2 separate regions of the Ovis aries genome follow, and region 1 is linked to region 2. Evidence: chromatin contacts called from public Hi-C data. All regions are on one chromosome and are shown on one strand. The core of a region is the stretch at or near the end of the contact, and the rest is flanking DNA. Distances in the headings are between cores, read along the strand shown.

What was found. Hi-C and Micro-C count contacts between places; a contact is called where the count stands out from the background.
Region 1: a contact with region 2 is called in a Hi-C map of blood, with 3 times the contacts expected there. The contact joins two enhancer-like sites. A contact is called at or near these places in 5 of 16 Hi-C or Micro-C datasets (blood, liver, mixed tissues and 1 more).

What each region holds. Positions count from the first base shown.
Region 1 is chr9:39,601,653-39,605,758 of ARS-UI_Ramb_v3.0, forward strand. No RefSeq gene overlaps it. Among named protein-coding and RNA genes, the nearest start is that of CLVS1, 190 kb to the right of the region's middle. Within about 2 kb of position 2,814, at least 12 of the 54 cell types and tissues checked have an H3K27ac peak or open chromatin away from gene starts, as enhancers often do.
Region 2 is chr9:39,217,409-39,221,829 of ARS-UI_Ramb_v3.0, forward strand. It overlaps RAB2A (RAB2A, member RAS oncogene family), which reads left to right. Exons shown (of 9, transcript XM_027972978.3): 8 at 1,551-1,619; 9 at 3,630-4,421. The coding sequence ends at 3,725. LOC132657172 (a long non-coding RNA gene) reads right to left here. Exons shown (of 4, transcript XR_009594947.1): 3 at 71-174. Among named protein-coding and RNA genes, the nearest start is that of CHD7, 49 kb to the right of the region's middle. Within about 2 kb of position 2,998, at least 4 of the 54 cell types and tissues checked have an H3K27ac peak or open chromatin away from gene starts, as enhancers often do.

The DNA.
Region 1 (4,106 bases), core at 1,564-4,063, 380 kb after region 2:
GGGGGAAAGCTGGCTGTCACATCAGGGGCACTTAATAAACCTGTGTGAAATGAATGAATTAACTTGGAGTTTCCTCTCTGAGGTGATCTGCTCTCTCAGGCTGTTTCTGATTCTGAGTTACTCCAGAACCGTTCTCCCAGCATGTCTTAAAGCTTAAGAGTGGGTTCTTTCAGAGGCTTCTCTTGCCACCTACTCACATCCGCCTTCCTTCTCCTGTGGACTCTCACCCCCAGCATCCTGCAGGGTTCAAGCTTACCCCATACTCATCCTTGGCCTCTTCTGAAGCAAGGAAGGTCTCAAATATTTTCAAGGAAAAGGGAAAAAGCAGTGAAACATTTTAAACGAAGGGAGACAGTGCGTGCCTACAAATCCCAGGTACTTTCTCCCTCCTTTTCTTTTTCCACATTGGCGCCACTGCTGTCTTGTTCCTCTTTCCCTTCTCCTTGAAAAATCTCAAGACTCTCCAATTACAAACAACTCACAAAATCTGAGAAACTGAGGAAAGAGAAGGCAAAGGATTAATAGAGAGATGAATAGCACAATGGCTTCATAGATTTTCTTTGCTCAAGACCCAGTGGGGTTTTCTCTCTTGCTGGCTAGACTCCTGGGCACAGCCACTGGCCTTAAAGGGCCATGCACACTTCAATTTTCCACCATTGTTTTGACAGCTGATGAGCAAAGGAATTAACCCTTTGAAGCCAAGTCTTCCATAGTTCGTTTGTTTACTGCTTTCCTTCAATGTATGATTTATCATCTACCTATTTAAGTATGATGGAAGGACATATCCATGTACACAGACACACTGTTACTGGATTTTTGACTAGTTTAGAAATTACTGCCTTCTTTACATAATCTTGTGGCAGCTGAATGACCCAAAAGTTCCTGTTAATGGTTTTGAGGCAAGACTTTTAGGTAATTAGGGAGAATCTAGTTTCCAAGAAAGGCTCATCTTTTCAGAATCCTGCTTCCAAAGAACTGTGGATTATTGGTACAAAAGGTTCAAAGGGCAGCATTCAATTTGGGGACTGATACAGTTTACTTTATCAGTTTACTGGTAAAGCAGATTATGCCTCACCGTAACAGTAAGGTTACATAAATGTGCCCCTTATATGTTTTCACACATTTTAAAGAATATAATAAGCATGTTTGTGTCTATAAACAGACATAAGACCACATGACTGTTGGCTTTTTTTCCCTTCAGCTCAGTTCAGTTCAGTTTTTTCCTTAGGATACTTAATATACTTTCATTATTTATATTTTCTAATGGTGTGAAAGTACCCAGAGGGTGAGTGGCAAAGGAAGAGAGCTGTAAAAATGGAACAAATAAACACACTTAATTTTTAAAAAACCTGAGTTCATGATGTCTGACTTATATTCATGTTATCGCCGCTCTTGTTGCTTTTTGGTTTTTGTTTTGCTTCTTGACTGTTGTTGTTTTCCACCAAAGCTGTCATTTATCGTGAGAACAAGAGCAGCCATGTGTTGATTTTTCTGGATTCTTCTTGGACACTGTCCCAGTGCTAATGAAGGCCCTTCCACAGTGCTAAAGAGCTGGTGCCAAAATCAGTTATGCTGAAAACAATAGAGGAGAGGGGTACACAGACAGCGTGTGCATCCCTGCACAGACGTGTACACACCCGAAGAGCTCTGAACCAATACTTGTGCCTGTGCACGCAGACACACGCTCACATCTGTGCAAACACAGAACGTGTGCGCTGGAGCTACACGGAGGGGAAGGTGGGGGCTGCGTTTTTATAAAAGGACTTTTTGCATCTGCTTGTAGACAATTTTTGTGGATCAGAAGATGAACAGAATTTCTAAGTTTTGCAAAGTCCTCATTTGTATTAGAGACGTATGTTCACCTCCTTGGGCTTCCCTGGTGGCGCTAGTGGTAAAGAACCCGCCTGCTAATGCAGGAGACATAAGGGACTTGGGTTCAATCCGTTCGTCAGGAAGATCCTCCTAGAGGAGGGCATGGCAACCCATTCCAATATTCTTGCCTGGATATCTATGGATAGAGGAGCCTGGTGGGCTACAGTTCATAGGGTCGCAGAGTTAGACATGACTTAGCACACACACATCCACCAACTTAAAAAATTTAGATGTGAAAGCAGCAGAGGCTAAGCTAAGTGCTTTCCAGGTACTTATTGAAGTAAAATCCTTATCTCTTAATAAAACAAATAAGATCTTTAATAAAGATGATTAGAGATTATTCAAGATTTTTAGAGATCTTATTTGTTTTTTTAAGAGATAAGGATTCTACTTCAAGAAGCAGCTGGAAAACACTTAGCTTAGGCTCCGCTACTGTGCATAGATTAAGTCCTTAGCACTGAACTTCCAGTACTTTTGAGGTGGTGCATTGCCCCTAAATGGGAAATTTTGTAACCGGGCTCCCTCTCCCCCGCCTCGCACACCCGTCTGCCTTTCACCCAATGTGCAATTATTCCCTCAATTTGTTTACAGGGTTTGGAGATAGGGACAGAGTTCTCTGGCGATCAAGCAAGCGGGCAATCGCCCTAAAGAGGAGCATTTAGACGCCATAAAGCCTAAATGCCCTGCCATGCGTCATTACACCACAGTTATTCAAATTTAGTAAATTAAATTAAATAATCTCAAATAACTGGAGTTCGGCGCTTTAAAAATTCATCTCCATGGTGCCCAGTAGTCAATTTCCTTTATTATTATTGTTCATCAAGTAGAATTTATGTTTTTGAGGAATCAAAATCCTTGCTTGCCTCACCAGCCCAAGCGGCTCGGCCGGCTGAGGTGGAGGCCTGGTGCGCCATCTACCGGCCGATTCGGGCACAGCCGCGGGTTCCGGCGCTGAAAGCCGCGTGGCCGCATCGCGCTTGTCACTGTAAACATCGCAGGCAGGACTGAGCTCTCAGCTCCTGTGCTAACTGCTCCCTGGGGTTTTGCCGATGTGGGTCAACTTGAAGTCGCGGGGACAACCCAGGGAGATTTGCTGTGGAGGTTGGAGGAGGGTTTTCTGTTTTGGTCTGGTCCCTGTTTCGCTGCTCCCATTCTTCTTTATTAAAGGCCAGATGATCTAATCAAACTGCTGTTTACCAGGCAGATCTGGAAAGCCATTCCTTCATTACCAAACACCAGTCTCTGCCCTTGCCTAGTACTGCTTTGAGAGGGTACTGAAGCACAAACGCTCTGCTGATGTCATGAACATGACTTCCCAGATAAAGACAATGCCCAATCATGCCATGGGTTAAGTTTTTAAAAAGTATTTTATTTCGAGATAATTTTTTTTTCCCTTTTAACATCTCTGAAACAGAGTTGAATTCTGGCATGGTCAGGGCAACTGCAAACCAGCCCTTGGTTTAGAGACAGGTTTAAACTACGTTCAATGCAGTGATCTTGTTTAGCAAGTTAAAAACCATCAAGGGACGATTGTGTGTTTTAGAAGGGAAATCCCTTCAAAGCAGCATCAAAATATTCCTCACTTCATAAGTCAGACAGAGAAGGAGAAATACCATGTGACACTCCTTATATATATATGTATATATATGGAATCTAAAAAATGTTACATTTGAACTTACGCGAGAGAAAGAGACTCACAGACTTAGAAAATGAACTAATGGTTGCCAGGGCTGGGAGGGTGGGGGAATATGGGAGGAAGGGATAGTTAGGCAGTTTGAGATGGTCATGGACACACTGCTATATTTAAAATGAATAACCGACAAAGACCTTACTGTAGAGCACAAGGAACTCTGCTCAGGGTTTTGTGGCAGCCTGGATGGGAGGGGAGTTTGGGGGAGAATGGATACATGTATACGTATGGCTGAGTCCCTTCCCTGTTCACCTGAAACCATCACAACATTGTTAATGTGCTATACTCCAATATAAAATTAAAAAATGAAAAGAAAAAAAATTCCTTACTTCAAACTTCTTTGACACCTTTTCTTAATCTAAGCTGCTTCTCCAAAGCTACATAAATGTGTCACGTACATGCTTTCACACTTTTTCTTAAAGAACATAGTAATCTGAGCATCCCAGCAAGGGTCCCAGGCAGAGGACACAGAGTGGATATTTATGTGCGAACTTCTATTTGTCAGCCAGCTCCTCTCCCAGTCAAATGGTTCATTGCAGCAACA
Region 2 (4,421 bases), core at 1,748-4,247:
TTTTGCTGCAAGTTCTCATGACCCTCTCTGATGATTCGATCAGCCACTTAGAGCTGATGCATATTCATACCTCTGTGCCTCCGCCACTGTCGCGCACGTCCCGACACCGACTGGTGTGTTCTTGGTGCAGTAATTGAGCTGCAGGAGATTGATTACTCTGGGGAGCTGTAAGGCCTTTAAAGGTGAAAACATATCAGTCCTGTTAATTAGGAAACAAAAGCTCTGGTGGCAAGTTCAGCAGTCAGTTGTTGCCAGTGTAGAAAAGACGGAAGGTATGATGTGTTCTGCTCCATGGACCTGTTTACTTTTTAAATTTTGAATTGTCTGTATCAGTAGTAGTGGAGAACAACCTTCTTTTATGAATTTTCATAGAATGCTAATTGAATATAATAACACTATTACCTCTCAAATCTGGTGGTTTAAAAGCTGAGTTTGTATACATCTTCTGTAGCACTGGGAATAATGTGTAAAATATCTTATTATCTTAACATAAATGTAAGCTGTTTCTGAATTAATTTAGTAGTATGCTGTGTGGGAAAAGGATGAAACTTGATTCAACATGACATAGAAGTTGAACTGCCTTTATCTCTTTATAATAAGCACCCTTTGATCCTTTCCCCCCTGAACTGTATGTTAAGTAACACATTGTCAGGCAAACAGGATCCTATGTGGAACAGTGACCTCCAAGAATAAGCTGGTTACATCATGGGTGTCTGTGCAGCTTATCTGGTTGATGTGTTTTTCACATGTGTGCTGTTCTTACGTTTTGGTCTCCCCTTTCCCCAGCTATGATTTTTTTTTCTTTTGAAATATAATTCACATATCATAAAATTCACCCTTTTTTAAAGGGTATGATTCAATGGATTTTAGTATGTTCAGAGTCATGCAACCATCTCCACTGTCTTCCAGAATATTTTCATCACTCCATTCCTCCCTCCCCATAATCCCTGGCAGCCAATAATTATTTTCCTTTTGTGGATTGACCTCTTCTGCACGTTTCACGTAAATGGAATCGTATTATGTGACCTCTCATATTGGGCTTACTTTACTTCACAAAGTTCATCCACCTTGTCTCATGAATCAGTGCTTTATATTTTTAGGGCTGAATATTATTCCATTGTATGAGTTGCACCACATTTTGGTTTTCATTCACCAGCTGGTGAACAGGTGTGTTGTTTCTACTTTATGACTGATTGTGTTAGTTCCCACACATCTTCATCTTGTTCTGAATCTTAGGCAAGGCTTTCACACGTCACCATTGGGTCTGATACTGGCTCTGGGTTTTCTTAGATATGGCTTATCGGGTTGAGGAAGTCCCCTTCAATATCTAGTTTGTTGAATGCTTTTATTGTGAAAAGGTGTTGGATTTTGTCAAATGCTTTTTTTGCATCTATTAAAACAACCATATGATTTTTATCCTTTATTAATATGATGTGTTACATTGGTTGATTTTCTTATGTTGAACATTATGATATTTTATAGACCTTTTTATATAATGTTCTTTTACTATGTGGTTTTAAATAAATTAACTTCTCTATCTTATATTTCAGGCATTTATTAATACAGCAAAAGAAATTTATGAAAAAATCCAAGAAGGAGTCTTTGACATTAATAATGAGGTATAAACATATAATTGGCTAATAATCTATAATTGAATTTTAATTACTTGGAGTCAAGAATTTATATTTTTAAAAATTCCTAAAATGGATCTATGCTGTCAGTTAAACATTAGTTTATAATCATGTAATTGAAAGTTTGTTATGTGTTGTTTAATAGCTGAATCTTTATGTTTTGTAAAGCATCAGTTTATCTATGAAAACAGATTAAAGTAAGTGACCCTATCCATTTATTGCAAGCAGTGCAAAATAATAGAAATCCTCCAAAGAGAAGAAAATCCACTTTGATCCACACATCCATATGGTGTCGCCTGCCTTGGGGAATAATTTCCTAGTGTGTAAGTGTGCATGTGCAGTGTTCCTAGTGCAGGATGCTCCCCCTGTTGTCTGGTGCGGAAGAGGGAAATGCCCAATTTGGAAATTACTCCCAGTTCAGCATAGCGTGTTTTCAGGAGACCAAGTTAATACATGTAATTGGCAGTTGGTGCTGGTTGTTTCGTTTTTGTGGGTAGCTTTTCTTTTCTCTCTTTTTGTAAAATTATTCTGAGCCAGATTTGATCAAGATGATTAGGATAAAATATTAAAAGTTTGAAGCAAATAATTCAGAGTGTTTACCAAAAGCCATTATTTTGACCTAAATCCCCACTATGCATTTATCCTTGTTTTAGAATTTTTATGTGAACAGGGTATATTATTTACTTTTACATAAATGTTTTTGCCAGTCCATGTTAGGTTTTCTTGTTTCCGAGAGAAAACCCTTTCTACCTCCCCCAGGTGCAGTGAGGAAGGCCCTGTGTTGGGAGGACATTATATGTGTGTCTCTCTTGGCCAGGACGCAAGAGGCTCTTTTTATTTGCCTCAGTGTTCTTTGCTAACACAAGCAACAGTTCACCCAAGGTTTCCAAAAAGTACTTGATTTTTCGATTTCTTTTAATCTGTAGTGATAAAGTTTAATCTGTAGTGATAAAGTTTCTATGGCAGTAGATCTTGAGTTAATTTCGCGGTGACACCATTCAGAGACTAATGCCGTATAAATTGAACAGTAATTGGACCTCTATGCAAAAGGGCACGTTCATTGTGTCTGTCTGGTTTCATATAGTAGCTGACTGCTTTACTGTGCCTGGTGCGGCTTTGATTGTAACGTGCTGTCAGGAGCCAGCAGGCCGTGCGATTTATCTGGCCTACTGCCAAGTCTGACTCCTTGATTCCTCAAGAAGTTGCTACCAGCCCAGAGGGGGCAAAACCAATGAGCCATAGGGCATGCTTTTTATTAAAGAGGAGTCAAAAGAGCGAAAAGAAACCACATCAGCTGCTGTCAATACTGAGCCAGTGCCAGAAACCCCAAGGCTACTACTGTTGCAGAACAACTGCCAAGCACTATAAATCTGAGATTTACTGTGACGTCAAGTTTCCTTAAGAGCTTAATTTCTGAAGCTACTGTATTACTTTTCTCCGTGCGTTGTATTTTTAGGTAAAATCCACTTGAGGGAGTGAGGGTTAAGACATAAGTGTGAGTTTGATGAATGAAAGAACCACTCTGTGTGTGGGTTCCTGGCAAGCTGCCATGTCTTTGGGGATCATAGAAATTATTGATGACACAGAACACTCATATGCCCTTAGCCTGTACAGCTGATTCAACATGGAGCAGAAACGCTGTCTAGAGGAAAGGTTGTCCGCTGTGTGGGAGCGGCCTAAGATTTGCACATTTTCCTCCTTTAATGCTTTTGTTTTAAACAGCCTCTCCATTGTGCGAATTCCCTTAAAAGCAGCACTCCGGTTTCTGTTAACCTAGTACCTGACCGTGATAAGGAATAGTCTTCAGGAATATTTCCACAGTATTACTTTAAAAGAAAGAAACATTCCCTAAGAGATACTGTCTTAATTGTTGCCAAAAATTTGCTTAATAGATGTGTTTTAAAAATATATTTTAGTTGTTGGTAATATTGTACAATTAAGAAACCAAAGGATTTCTTAAACTTGACCTGTATATTATCCTTTTCTCTTTTATTGCAGGCAAATGGCATTAAAATTGGCCCTCAGCATGCTGCTACCAATGCCACACACGCAGGCAGTCAGGGAGGACAGCAGGCCGGCGGAGGCTGCTGTTGAGTCTGTTTGTACGGTCTTGCTGCCCAAAAGGGGCTGCTCACCTATCCTTTCACCCTCTCCTCCTGCTCAGCTGAGACATGAAACTGTTTGAAATGGCTTTATGTCACAGAAGACTTTAATCCTTCAGATTCTTGTATAACTTTGAATAAATGGTTAATGTTCACTTAAAAAAGACAGATTTTGGAGATTGTATTCATATCTATTTGCATTTGATTTCTAGGTCAATTGATGTGATTATTTTTGTTAAATGTTGTCTCGTGCCCCTACCTACAAACTGAATTGTATGAAACACTACAGAGTCATCCTGAGTATTTTAAATCAGTTTGTGGAGTTAGGTTTCCCCACACGCGTGGTTACCTAATGTTTAATATTATAGAACTGTCCTCAAAAGTTTGTCAATTTTCAAGGCTCTAAGGAAAACAGAAGGACTCTTTTAATTCTGTATTTATCATTTACTTTCTGTATATATAGTTTAATAACCTGCTTGGGTGTAATTTGCCAAGCTTGAATTCTTTAATGCATTTGCATAAATTCTATACTGTTTAGAGCTTAAAGCTACAGAAGCATCGTTAGGAATTGCTTGGACACCGAATTTTAAAACTTTTTGACATTGTTAACAAGCATGTTCATTTTTCCTTGTCACTAGTCCAAGAGAAATATGCTTAAATGTACATTATTACTAAAGGCTGTGTATGT